3 separate regions of the Mus musculus genome follow, and all the other regions are linked to region 2. Evidence: chromatin contacts called from public HiChIP or PLAC-seq data. All regions are on one chromosome and are shown on one strand. The core of a region is the stretch at or near the end of the contact, and the rest is flanking DNA. Distances in the headings are between cores, read along the strand shown. Region 1 overlaps Acsl5 (acyl-CoA synthetase long-chain family member 5). Region 2 has its middle 18 kb from the start of Gm52391. Region 3 overlaps Vti1a (vesicle transport through interaction with t-SNAREs 1A).

Evidence for each region. HiChIP or PLAC-seq counts read pairs in DNA pulled down with a chosen protein or histone mark.
Region 1: an HNF4G HiChIP or PLAC-seq map of pancreatic cancer cells shows a contact between it and region 2. The contact joins two enhancer-like sites. A contact is called at or near these places in 2 of 115 datasets of contacts at active chromatin or transcription factors (embryonic stem cells and pancreatic cancer cells).
Region 3: a FOXA1 HiChIP or PLAC-seq map of pancreatic cancer cells shows a contact between it and region 2. The contact joins two enhancer-like sites. A contact is called at or near these places in 1 of 15 datasets of contacts at CTCF or cohesin (the NIH/3T3 cell line), 1 of 484 Hi-C or Micro-C datasets (bone marrow-derived macrophages) and 1 of 115 datasets of contacts at active chromatin or transcription factors (pancreatic cancer cells).

What each region holds. Positions count from the first base shown.
Region 1 is chr19:55,266,957-55,271,004 of GRCm38.p6, forward strand. It overlaps Acsl5 (acyl-CoA synthetase long-chain family member 5), which reads left to right. Exons shown (of 22, transcript NM_027976.2): 2 at 1,688-1,872. The coding sequence starts at 1,717. It overlaps Gm31595 (a long non-coding RNA gene), which reads right to left. Exons shown (of 4, transcript XR_003952865.1): 3 at 2,170-4,048; 4 at 437-727. Among named protein-coding and RNA genes, the nearest start is that of Gm31595, 5.2 kb to the right of the region's middle. Within about 2 kb of position 1,480, at least 35 of the 459 cell types and tissues checked have an H3K27ac peak or open chromatin away from gene starts, as enhancers often do. A contact at or near this core is called in pancreatic cancer cells, where this site is marked.
Region 2 is chr19:55,954,343-55,958,353 of GRCm38.p6, forward strand. No RefSeq gene overlaps it. Among named protein-coding and RNA genes, the nearest start is that of Gm52391, 18 kb to the left of the region's middle. Within about 2 kb of position 2,594, at least 15 of the 459 cell types and tissues checked have an H3K27ac peak or open chromatin away from gene starts, as enhancers often do. A contact at or near this core is called in pancreatic cancer cells, where this site is marked.
Region 3 is chr19:55,438,887-55,442,713 of GRCm38.p6, forward strand. The region is part of intron 5 of Vti1a (vesicle transport through interaction with t-SNAREs 1A); the gene reads left to right. Among named protein-coding and RNA genes, the nearest start is that of Vti1a, 120 kb to the left of the region's middle. Within about 2 kb of position 1,690, at least 31 of the 459 cell types and tissues checked have an H3K27ac peak or open chromatin away from gene starts, as enhancers often do. A contact at or near this core is called in pancreatic cancer cells, where this site is marked.

The DNA of each region.
Region 1 (4,048 bases), core at 230-2,729, 690 kb before region 2:
CTAACTGGCTCTGCTACTTGCTGCCAAAGCCACAGTTTCCCTGGGGCCATCTCCCTTTCACTCTGGGTTGAAATAGCTGCCCTAAAAACGGTGACCTACCTGGCTGCTCTTACTGGCTTTGGCTCCTGGAGTCCCTCATGGCTGGACAAGCCCAGGTATAGCTGGATTGCCAAGCCCCAACTATCAGAACCCTGCCAGGGAATCACGATTGCTCCCTAATGTTTCACACCCCAGCTTGGGTAATAGGTGGGTCCTGGTTTTCTTTTATTTTCTACCCCTGGATTCAGTGTAGAAGGTGTTTCAGAGCTGATATCTCAGACTCTGGAGTTTAGTTTTCCTCCATAAAATGGAAAGTAACCACCCTATAGTTAAGCAAGGGACCGACCATGAGAACAAGGACCTGGCATTCTTTCTTGTCCCCCCCCCCAAAAAAAAAGAACCCTCCCCCTTGATGTGTTAGGGCTATTCTGGACTGGAATGAAGAATTGCCTTCATGGAAGAAGGTTCCAGGTGCCTAACACAAAACTCTAAGCATAGCTAAGATCCTGATCTGACAAAGATTTTTATTGGGCTTGTTTTGCCCCTTTGATTTTGAGTAGGATCAATTGACCTGGACTCTGAGATGCTGTTCTGCTGTGTGTTGCAGTCAAGTTTGAAGAATGCAGATCTGGGACTTCATTTGCTGTGATCTGTAAGGCCCCAGATATTCAGTTCCTGAGTCCTGAGCCTAGGAACAATAAGAAAACAACTAGGTGTATGATAGCTCTTCCTGGAGAAGGCTGGAAAACCAGGGTGTGGACTTGGAAAAGTCTCTGCCTCCCACCCCCGTGAGGCTTATGTTCTTTTCTGTGAAACAGTACTTCATGATGCTGGTATCTACCTCTGCTCAGTGCTGGGCATAATCAGTACTTATCGGCTGCTACTAACCTATCCAAGTCTGAAACTTATGAAAGGACACACAGAAAGGCTGGCTCACTTATGGGGTGGCTGAAATGCTATAAAGAGCTATATGAGCGGAAGCTTGTGTGCTCCAGTTCCTTCAAGAGCCCAAATCCTATCTGTTCATCGTGTTGGGTACATTCTTGACTGCCTTTCTCTGTACGTCCAATGTTGATCTCAAGAGAAATGGTTCCCCAGGGCTTCTGAGATGGTGATGTGGGATACAGGAGCATCTTTCCTGCAGGATGATTGGTTTGTGAAAGCTGTGACGTCACCTCTGTAGAGGTCCCTACTGTTTAGTTTATGTCAGGGGAGCCCAGGTGGAAGAGCTGGACTCTGCCTGAGCAGGGGAGGCTGTCTGCACACCCTCCCCTACTATGCTAGGTGGCAAGGTGGCCTTCTGGGTTCTGTGGGCCATAAATAAAGAAGCAGTTGGTTCTCGAAATTGGGAAATGATTAACTTGTCTTCTTTGATTCCTTCTGCCTTGTGTGAGGACGGTCAAGTAGCTGGGGTGGAGACTGCTTCCATTATTTCCAACATTGCCAAGGTAAACAGTGCAAGAAATTCTAGAGAGGCCCAGCTCTGTTCAGAGAGCATATGAGAGAGGGAGGGAGGGAGAGAGAAAGAGAGAGAGAGAGAGAGAGAGAGAGAGAGAGAGAACATGTGTGTCCCTCTGTAAACAGAGTAAAACATAAAAATGCACCCACTTCCTCTAACTTTTTCTTTGTTTTTTCTTTTTTTTTTAAGGTCTGAATTTCCTGTTGGTATTCACAAAGATGCTTTTTATTTTTAACTTCTTGTTTTCCCCACTTCCAACTCCGGCCCTGATCTGCCTCCTGACGTTTGGAACGGCCATCTTCCTGTGGCTGATCAACAGACCTCAGCCAGTTTTACCTCTCATTGACTTGGACAACCAGTCTGTGGGGATTGAGGTAATGACCTTCAGTTTGTCAGCCTTGACTGAGCACATACTGCAATTCAAACCCTGGTGGGGGTAACATATGAAGGGAAAGAACTGGGGAAGTGAACCTTCAGTCTGCAAATGTCTTTTTCTAGCAAATTTCCCTCGAAACACAATAAAACCAGTAGTATAAGGTGGTGGCCTAGATTGTGGGTTGCTAACTACTCCCCTTCCTATGCAGATGTAAACTAAGGATAGAGTTCCAACTCTTTAACTAGGTGAATTGTTTATAAGGAGCAGTTTTTGTATGTTCTATGAAACTACTTACTATTTAGAGAGACTTTGCTAGGAGGCCAGCTTCCTGGAGGCATCCAGCGTCTGAAGTGGCTGCTTTCTGCAGGTCTGAGTTTCAGCTAATATTCACTGGTCAGTACTGGTGGAAGCTGAACCGGGCACATTCCTCTGGCTTTCAGCAAGATGCCCAGTTTCCTCCTGACCAAGCATGCCTTCCCTGCATTTCCTTCCCTCCGCCTCCGCAAGCGGCAAGCACAACCCATTTTCATCCAGTTTCCTCTTCAGAGAAAAGAGCATCCTTGTCTCTGGCCAGTTGAGCCCTCCTACTCTGTCCACAACTTCCCTCACCTGTTCCATTTATAAGCCACCAGCCTTCAGCCTTCCTCTCAACTGACTGACACTTGTGTCCTGACCACTCCACCTTCCACATCCCCTTTCAACAATGCATCTTCCTGAAACCATCCTCAGTCATCTAGGCTCCTCCCCCTCTGCTTCTATTGTTTCCTTCCACCATGTTTTGATTCCCCTGAAGCACCGGACCCCCTGTAAGAGGCAGGCAGTAAATTGTGAAGGTTTTCTGGGCCACATGCACCTGGAGCTGGCCTCCACTTAATGCTGTTAGAGAGTGAAAGCACCAGCGACCTGTAAATAAATGATCAGAAGTGTGTTAATGAAACGTAATTCATAAAAAGCAGCAGCTTAACTCAGAGTTAGCCACCAACTCTGATTCTGCATAACTCACAGCTGGGAAGACATCTGCTTTTTTGCTAGTGAAGTGCTCAGTGGATTAAGATGCTTGCTCTGCGGGCTGGAGACCTGAGCTCAATTCCCAGAAGCTGTGGGAAGATGGAAGGGGAGAAGCAAGTGTCACAGAAGTGTCCTCAGCCACCCATGCATGTGCCATGGTATGCACACCTACACATTATTCCAACACAATAAATTACTGTAATTTAGGAATGCCTGTAAAGGCACAACACCCAGTTCTGACATCTGTGAAGTTCAAGTGTGGCAAGCTCTCTGGTTATGAGTTATAGTTCTCTCTTCACATACTTAGGAGTACACACACATACACGCACACATAGACATTCACACACATGTACTTGTATGAGTATGTACATGTATATTATAACATGACCATACCACAACTTTAGATTTAAGACATTGACTAGGGGTTGCTGACATAGCTCAGTGGGTAAAGGAGCTTACTCCATGAGCTCAATCCCCTGGGACCTGAATGAAAAAGAGAGGGGGGGGGGAGGAAGGAAGGAAGGAAGGAAGGAAGGAAGGAAGGAAGGAAGGAAGGAAGGAGCTGAGAGCAGCTGCTGCGGGGCTGCAGTTCCTAGCTCCCTAGAGCTAGGTTAGAGAGATAAGAGGCCTGGGAAAGGGGAGCTGGCCTGTCAGCAGGCCAGAGCTGAGTGTCCAGGTGGGAGCCTGGGGAGGGTGTAGAAGGAGCTGGAGAAACACACAGGGCAAGGAACTGTTAGAGCGAGCGGAGGGGAGGAGTAGCTGAGAAGGTGGACTCTAGAATTTGGGGTGAAATTTGATGGATGGCAGGAGTCAGCAGAAACAAATGATCCATACGTACCTTAGAATAGTCAAGTCAGCAGCTTGGTTCAGAGAGGCCAAGTTCCTTGGAAGGGAATTCCTATATACCAATCCTGGGTTCCAGCACCAGAGGAATGAAAAAAGGAATCAAAAGGAGGGGCATTACTGCTTCCTAGACATGGAGGAGGAGAAGGTTTATTGTAGACCGAAGGGAGAGCATAGCCAGAGGCAAAGACATCTGGGAGAGTCTAGAGGAAAAATTGACCCTGAGCTGGCTCACGTAAAGAGGTGGGGGAGGGGAGAGAAAGAGCTAGACCAAGAGGCCAGGAGGGTAAGGGGTAGATGAACATGGCCTGGTAACCAACATG
Region 2 (4,011 bases), core at 1,344-3,843:
ATGGGAATGAGTGGGTAGGGAAGTGGGGGGGAGGGTATGGGGGGCTTTTGGGATAGCATTGGAAATGTAATTGAGGAAAATATGTAAAAATAAATAAATAAATAAATAAATAAAAAGAAATCAGGCAGCAGAGGTGAGGGGTAGCTTAGTCTGTCACACCAAGCAAGTGTGAGGGCCTGGGTTCAATCTCCAGAAATCATATACAAAAGAGCCAGGTGCTGGTTTGTAAACCCAGTGCTAGAGAGGCAGAGATAGGTGAATCCTGCAGCTCTCTGGCTGGCCAGCCTTGCCTAAGTGATGGACTCCAGGAAAACTATTGAGAGACCCTATCTCAAAAACAAGGTGGGTGGCTTCTGAGGAGTAGCACCCAAGGGTGACCTTTGGCACCCACATGAACACGCATCCCACCACACTCATACAAAGAATTGAGAAGTGAGCTCAAGGTTGATTGTCAGGAACGAGACATCAAGGAGACAGACCCCAAATCATGTCTCATGGTACTGTTCTTTCTGGGCAAGCATAGCTCTGTGGGCATCTTGTTGTGACAAGCATAGCATAATGTGTACAGTTCACATGTGATCCTGGGTCCAAGACCCTTGGAGTCCCCACTACTCCTCTGGGTTTCCTTTCACTTCACTTCTTGAGACCATCAGGTGTACCCCATCTGTGGGGACTCTGCTCTGAGCACCCCCTGTAGATCACTGGGGTTGTTGTTATAAGTCACTACTGCTCTGGGGCAGGAAGACTTACCAAGAAGAAGGTCCAACCTCTGTGAGCCATACCTATGCGGAGACCAGACTTGAAAAACCTTTGCCATGGGTAGGGAGAGGCTAAGCCTGAAGTCACATTGGCACAGAGAGAGCTGTCAACAAGAGATTGCCATCTATGGTCTCTTCTCCTCGTTTGTTCCAGGAAGAGGTAAGAACCCAGCAGGGCAAGACTCTGGCAAGGGCTAGTTGGGCATTTGGTGCCAAGATTCTGAGAAGACCAAAGGAACTGTTCTCTGCCATTGGCTAGCTGGGTGGGTGTGGTGCCACTACAGGGCATCTGGTCCAGGAGCCGGGAAGGGAGCCTTGCAGTTCAGCAGGGTATGGGGTACACTTTGGGAAATCTGGAGACAAGCTTCAGGAAGCAAAATTATCAAAGGAAAATAACTTGACTCTCCTTACTCAGCTCTTGGAACTTAGGCTCTGCCTATGCAGCTAACCTCGTCTAGAACCATGATGTGAAATATCACTGTCTTTGTGTAGGGTGCAGTAACAAATTACTATAGGTTGAAAGTCTTAAATGATGGCTTAGTCCATGGCCAGAACCCTAGCATATTTTGTGTGTGATGAGGGTAAAGTCTTTGCTTACAGCTGTCAGAGTTCTTACATCTTCACACAGCCTGGATGGAGAGGAACCAGGCTCACCTATCCTCCAGGAGTGTGTTCATCCTATTCCTAAGGCTCCACTCTTGAGATTGCAATACAGTCAGCCTCTTGAAACCCTCACACAGAGGGACAGGGCTTCAGCACACGAATTTGAAGGCAGAGAGTGGAAGGGGAAACATAACCATTTAGTGCAGACCATTCTTTCTATACATTCTCTCCCCAGGTGAACTGACTTAGATCTATAATGTTAATATTATCTAAAACAAATGCTCCTCAAATCTGTATGTTCTGCTATAGAATCCCACAGAATCTCAGTCTTCTGTGACCAACCACGACGAGGTGTTTCCTTTACAGATCTGATGGGCATCTAGAAATGAGCACAAATCATGACCAGTCTTGGAATTTCTATTCTGTACTTATTCCCATGTGTACTGGCTAGTTTTGTGCCAACTTGACACAGCTGGAGTTATCACAGAAAAAGGAGCTTCAGTTGAGGAAATGCCTCCATGAGATACAACTGTAAGGCATTTTCTCAATTAGTGATCAAGGGGGAAAGGCCCCTTGTGGGTGGGACCATCTCTGGGCTGGTAGTCTTAGTTCAATAAGAGAGCAGGCTGATCAAGCCAGGGGAAGCAAGCCAGTAAGGAACATCCCTCCATGGCCTCTGCATCAGCTCCTGCTTCCTGCCCTGCTTGAGTTCCAGTCCTGACTTCCTTGGTGATGAACAGCAGTATGGAAGTGTAAGCCGAATAAACCCTTTCCTCCCCAACTTGCTTCTTGGTAGTGATGTTTGTGCAGGAATAGAAACCCTGACTAAGACACCATGTCATGATAAAGGACATTCCAGGCCTTCAGTTTTTTCAACTTCTCTTCTTCACCGCACCTCCCCATGTCTAACTCAGGAGTATTTTCCACCCGTTCCATGCTCTGAAACATTAACAAATCCAAGCAATCATTCCTTCCTACATGGTCCATCCTGTCTTCCATATCATTGTAGCACCTATCCCAGCCTAAGCCAACATCACCTTCTGCTTGGACAGGCGGACTAGTTTCCTATCTGATCTCTCTGCTTCTGCTTGCCCCTCCATTACAGTCGACATCGTATATAGGCTAATGTTTAAAAAAAAAAAAAAAAAAAAAAAAACCATGAGTCATACCATGTCCCTCCCAGTCTATTACCCTGTCTTATTTTCTTTTCCTGTTGCTATGACACAGTATATTGGCCAAAACAACATAAGGGAGAGTTTATTTTGGCTCTCAGTTCCAGGTGATGTCCCATCATGCTGAGGAAGTCAATGAAGCAAGAGCTTGAGGGAGCTGACCATACTGTGCCGGCAGTGGAGAAGCAGAGGGAAAGGCACGCATGTTTATTAATGCATGGTTGGTAATGCATGGTTGGCGTTCTTCATCACATACAGTCTAAGATCCCCTACCTAGGGGAATGATTCTATCCCCAATTAAGATGAATCTCCAACACCAATTTACACAAGCAAGAAAATCCCTCGCAGACATTCTCAGAGGCTAACCTTAATCAAGATATTCCTTCATGGGTGTGCCCTAAGGCTTTCCTCCAAGGAGATTCCAGATTCTGTCAGCTTGACAATACAAAATGGACTTCCATCCGGCTTGACCCAAACGGAACCTCTCTATATACGATCATCAGACTCTACAGGAACTGGCCTCTCTTCTATGGTCTCGTCCAAATCATGCTCCTATTGGCCCATGTGTTACATCACAGTGAATCTTTCCCCTGCTCCAGTCTCACCAGTTTACAGACTCTGATAGCAGCTATCACTTTCCTAGAGTACCAGTTATCAGAGACACTTCACAGAATCAGCTCTTCTACTGTTTGTCAATTCCCTCCTGCTTCGTCCCCAGAGAGGCCTTCCCTCCTTTGGTTGACTCAAGGTGCCCATTAGCTTATGCTTACTTACACTGGTCTCTGGTCCTACAGCTCCATCCCCATCATTGTAAGGTGCCCATGAGCTCACACATGGTCATGCTGCTGGTCTCTGGTCCTGCATCATTGTGTGTTAGCTCCTGTCCTGTAGAAGTGAAATGTCCTACTGAATGCCCTGAACTTGGCAGAGGGTCTAGGCTGCTGGAGGTTCTCAGTTGATGTTTGTCAAAGGAGTAGGTATATGACTAAAAGAAGAAGGAACCTGGACTCATAGATGGAGATATGAGGCCTTGTGTTTTAGCTCCATGTCCCTGAGAACTTGCTACTTATCTTTTCAAGCCATACCTATTTCCTGAGCCACCTACTCCAATGTATGATAGGTGTTAAGAAGTGGTCTCTGCCCTCCCAGAAAATGGGAAACAAGCATTCATGGATATTGGGAGCCATGAGAAGCCAACAGGGAGCACTCTCTCAGCCTAGAGGAAGAGGTAGCTGAATTGATACCTCAAAGATAAGTAGGTGTGGCCATAGTGGGCCAGAGAGGGGCACAGAAGGTTCAAAGACCCAAAGATGACAGAGAGAAAGCAGGTGGTGTGGGAGGGAGTAGCCTAGGACCATAGAGAGATGGGATGAAAGAAGAGGGGATGTAAGGAAGTAGGGAGGAAGGTAGAGGAGAGAGGAAGAGAAGAGAAAGAAGGGGAGAAGGAAGGGAGGGAGGAAGAAAATGAGGGAATAGGA
Region 3 (3,827 bases), core at 440-2,939, 520 kb before region 2:
GAACAAAATACCCATGGGAGGAGTTACAGAGACAAAGTGTGGAGCAGAGACTGAAGGAATGACCATCCAGTGACTGCCCCACCTGGGGATCCATCCTATATATAGTCACTGAACCCAGACACTATTATGGATGCCAACAAGTGCTCGCTGACAGAAGCCTGATAGACCTATCTCCTGAGGGGCTCTACCAGTGCCTGACAAATACAGAGGTGAATGCTCTCAGCCACCCATTGGACTGAGCATAGGGTCCCCATTGGCAGAACTAGAGAAAGGACCCAAGGAACTCAAGTGGTTTGCAGCCCCATAGGAGGAACAACAATGTGAACCACCCACTACCCCCCAGAGCTCCCAGGGACTAAACCACCAACCAAAGAGTACAGATGGTGGGGCTCATGGCTCCAGCTGCATATGTAGCAGAGGATAGCCTTGTCAGGCATCAATGGGAGGAGAGGTCCTTGGTCCTGTGAAGCCTCTATGCGCTAGTGTAGAGGAATTCCAGGGCCAGGAAGCGGGAGTGGGTGGGTTGGTGAGCAGGGTTGGGGAGAAGGGATAGGGGTTTTCAAAGGGGAAACCAGGAAAGGGGATAATATTTGAAATGGAAATAAAGAAAATATCTAATAAAACAAAAAGAAAATAATGTCCATGAGAACAGATCTGTTTTGTTCTCTCTTATATCTCCAGCTTCTAAACTTATGCTGTACAGAAGGGAAATGTTCCATATATATGATCTAATAAAGTGGGTGAAACTCAGTATACACCAGGCTGGTATGTGTAGTACTTAGCAGACCCTGACTGGTGTAGCCATTTTGGGAGAATGAGATTGAAGGGAACCACTCATCTCCAGGGTCAAGGTTTGGAAAACCTTCAGTGGAGAAAGAGACAGCATGAAGGTGAGCCTAGGTTTGGGACACTAAGTAATATTTAGATTTATGAACTCAAGGACAAGGTGGAGAGAAACCACTTAAACAAAGGTACAGAGATAGAATAGCCCAGGATGCTTTAAAAAGGAAAATACTAACCAAAGAGTAGCCAGAGTCAACAATGCCTGATGACAGTAAATATTGAATGTTAGTAAAGACTAGTCAGCGAGTCTGCTCTGCCTAAGCCATTGAGATAATATTCAGAAGGTCTAGGCTAACATCCTGACCTGGCATTCATTTACTCTGTTTTTAATGTAAGCATTAATTTGTATGTGGGAATTTTATAGTTATCAGGCAGTTCTCTTAAATGCAATCATTAATTACTCCATTCTTTAGCCAAGAAATTAGGTCTTAAAGAATTCACCTCTTCTTCTATCACAAAACAAGGATATGGTGTGTCAAGTGTTTTAAGTAAAAGCATGGGGTGTGCCATTGGCTGTCACTTAGTCAATAAAAATGGTGCCTTTTTCTCTCTTAGCAGTGACTTTGTGAAGGACTTTGGAAAACTGAATGGACACATCTGAAATTGGGTTTCAATTTTGAGAGAGCACAAATGATCACAACTCATATCACTCAGTGGCCTAGTACTGTTCAAATACTGTTAAAAGAGTTGCCTTTTTATAACATTACAAACAAAACAAAACATAAAAGTACAAAGCCCCATTTGTGGGATCTGGGCCATATCCATGGGAATGCCTGGATGAGAAACTATTGAGAATGTGAAGAACCGGGGCTGGAGAGATGACTCAGTCGTGAAGGATGCTTGCTACCTTTAAAACAACAAATAACTGAATCCCATGCCTATTACTCATGGCAGGAAGCTCAGAGTCACCTGTAACTCCAGGTCCATCTGATGGCCAAAGGGCATCTGATGACCGTTTTGGCCTTTGCACACACTTTATACATCTTCATGTGCACACAAACACATTAAAATTAAACCTGTTTATAAAACAGAGTGGGAAGAGCAGGAAAGTGTGGGTGTCGGCTCCTCGAACCACAGTCACACCAACCAAAGCCTTCCCCAAAGAACACTTAAATGTGAGCATTTTAGTCGGCACGCGCAGTTGAGTATCAAGTCATTAACTCCAGCACACTTCCTCCTTCTTAAGAGCAGAGCTGAGCTTAGCTGTCCTCTGACTTCAGCCTGCCCAGTACCTGCTATTCATTTCAGAAATGAATTCTATTTTTTCAAATCTTTTACTTAGGCAGGTCCACAGTGGCAGAGTTCACACCTTGGCTATTGCTTTAAAAAATGAACAACTGATATGCAAAAGTTTGACAAACTTGAGCTAAGGTCACTGAAGGCTTAAATGGTAAGAGCTTAAAAATATTAAGGCAGACAGAGACTAAATCTCCTCCAGGTCGATCCTACAACCTGAAATGTTTTCCTAAACATATAAACCTTAAAATAATGTTAATAAATCTAAAATGCCTCAAGTAAATGTGGAACTCCAGTTGTTTTAATATAGAAATATTAGCACTAATGGGTTTCTAAGACATCTCTGTAGACTTATGGTTAGTGTTTTCAGTGTTAGCCTTTATGAAGCTGGAACTCACATGTGTTCATAAGGGATGCATACACTGGGAAATTGTGGTCAAAATGTCAAACAGTAAACATCAGAGTTCAGGCTAGTTCACTTCAATATTTATGTTAATTTTGTAAAAACTTATTTGGATGATTTTCATGATAGCCTCCACGTTAGAGAAAAACCTTCATGGAAACTTATTGAGGATCAATATTTTAAAAATCGTTTGGTCACATAGAACTACCTGACAGTATTATCCAAATAGCCTGCTAAGGAAAGCTGCTTACCCTATAAATGTACCTTATGATTAAAACAGTACATCATTATCTGAGGTCCAAAGTCTTCTTGGTTAATAGATTTAAACGGTTTTTAATCCAGTCAATAAATGTGAAGGTCCACTGGCTACATTCTCTTCAGGCTTCTGCTAATTAATTATGGCTTATTTTGCTCAAGTTCTATTGTCATGCTGGCTGTGTAACTCAGGGCAAAGACTCACTCTAGTGATTTGCACCTTGAGGTATTGAATTGGAAGCCAATCAGGCTTGACTCAAATGAATTTGGACACTGGCTAAACAGGAACTTAAGAGTGGTGCACCAGTATTCCCAGCCCTGCTCTCCCTAACAGTGAAGCTCTGGGGAATAATTGTTTTACAAAGGTCCTTTGGTCCTGACAGTGTGGAGCTGCTCTTGGTCATCGAGTAACAGAGTTCTGGATAGTTTTGTTTGACTTTCCAACAGAAGCTGTTGCCTAATTTTTTTTTCTCATTGTAAAAAACTTATTCAATTTTACTGTTTTATGGGTTTTCTCATTATTTCATGACTCAGAGTACTTTTTTTTTTTTTTTTAAATAAGGACTTTTCTCATTATGGAATTTTTCGTCCCTGAACCAGGCTCACTGGCTGGGTAGACTGCCTGGCTAGGCCCACTGGTGGCTAGACTGGCTGACCAGAGTGCCCCAGGATCCGCCTGCCTCTGCCTCCAGGTTTGATGTTACAGAGGCGCCTCCTAGCCTGGCTCCTGGGGATGCCTGGTCCGGTCTTCTACAGGCACGGAGTAGTTAACTGAATGAATTCTCTCCCCAGCCCAGCATCTGAAATCAATACATTGCCCAGTGTGTGTATGTGTCCCCGCCACATCCCATGTATGTGCCTGCGAGCGATGATCAGGCGACTCAGATATTACCCAGTGTTTGGGAAAATTCCCGTATGCCAGGTTACTTTAAGACATATTTTTTTTTTCTGTAGCACCTATTTTATTAGCTAGATCAACCATTATTCAGTATGGAAAGGAACTACATCAATGTGAATATAGCTACTAGATAGGTGTCCATTGAGACTGTCTCACAGGCTGGTTACCACAGCCATATCCAGCAAGCCTTTC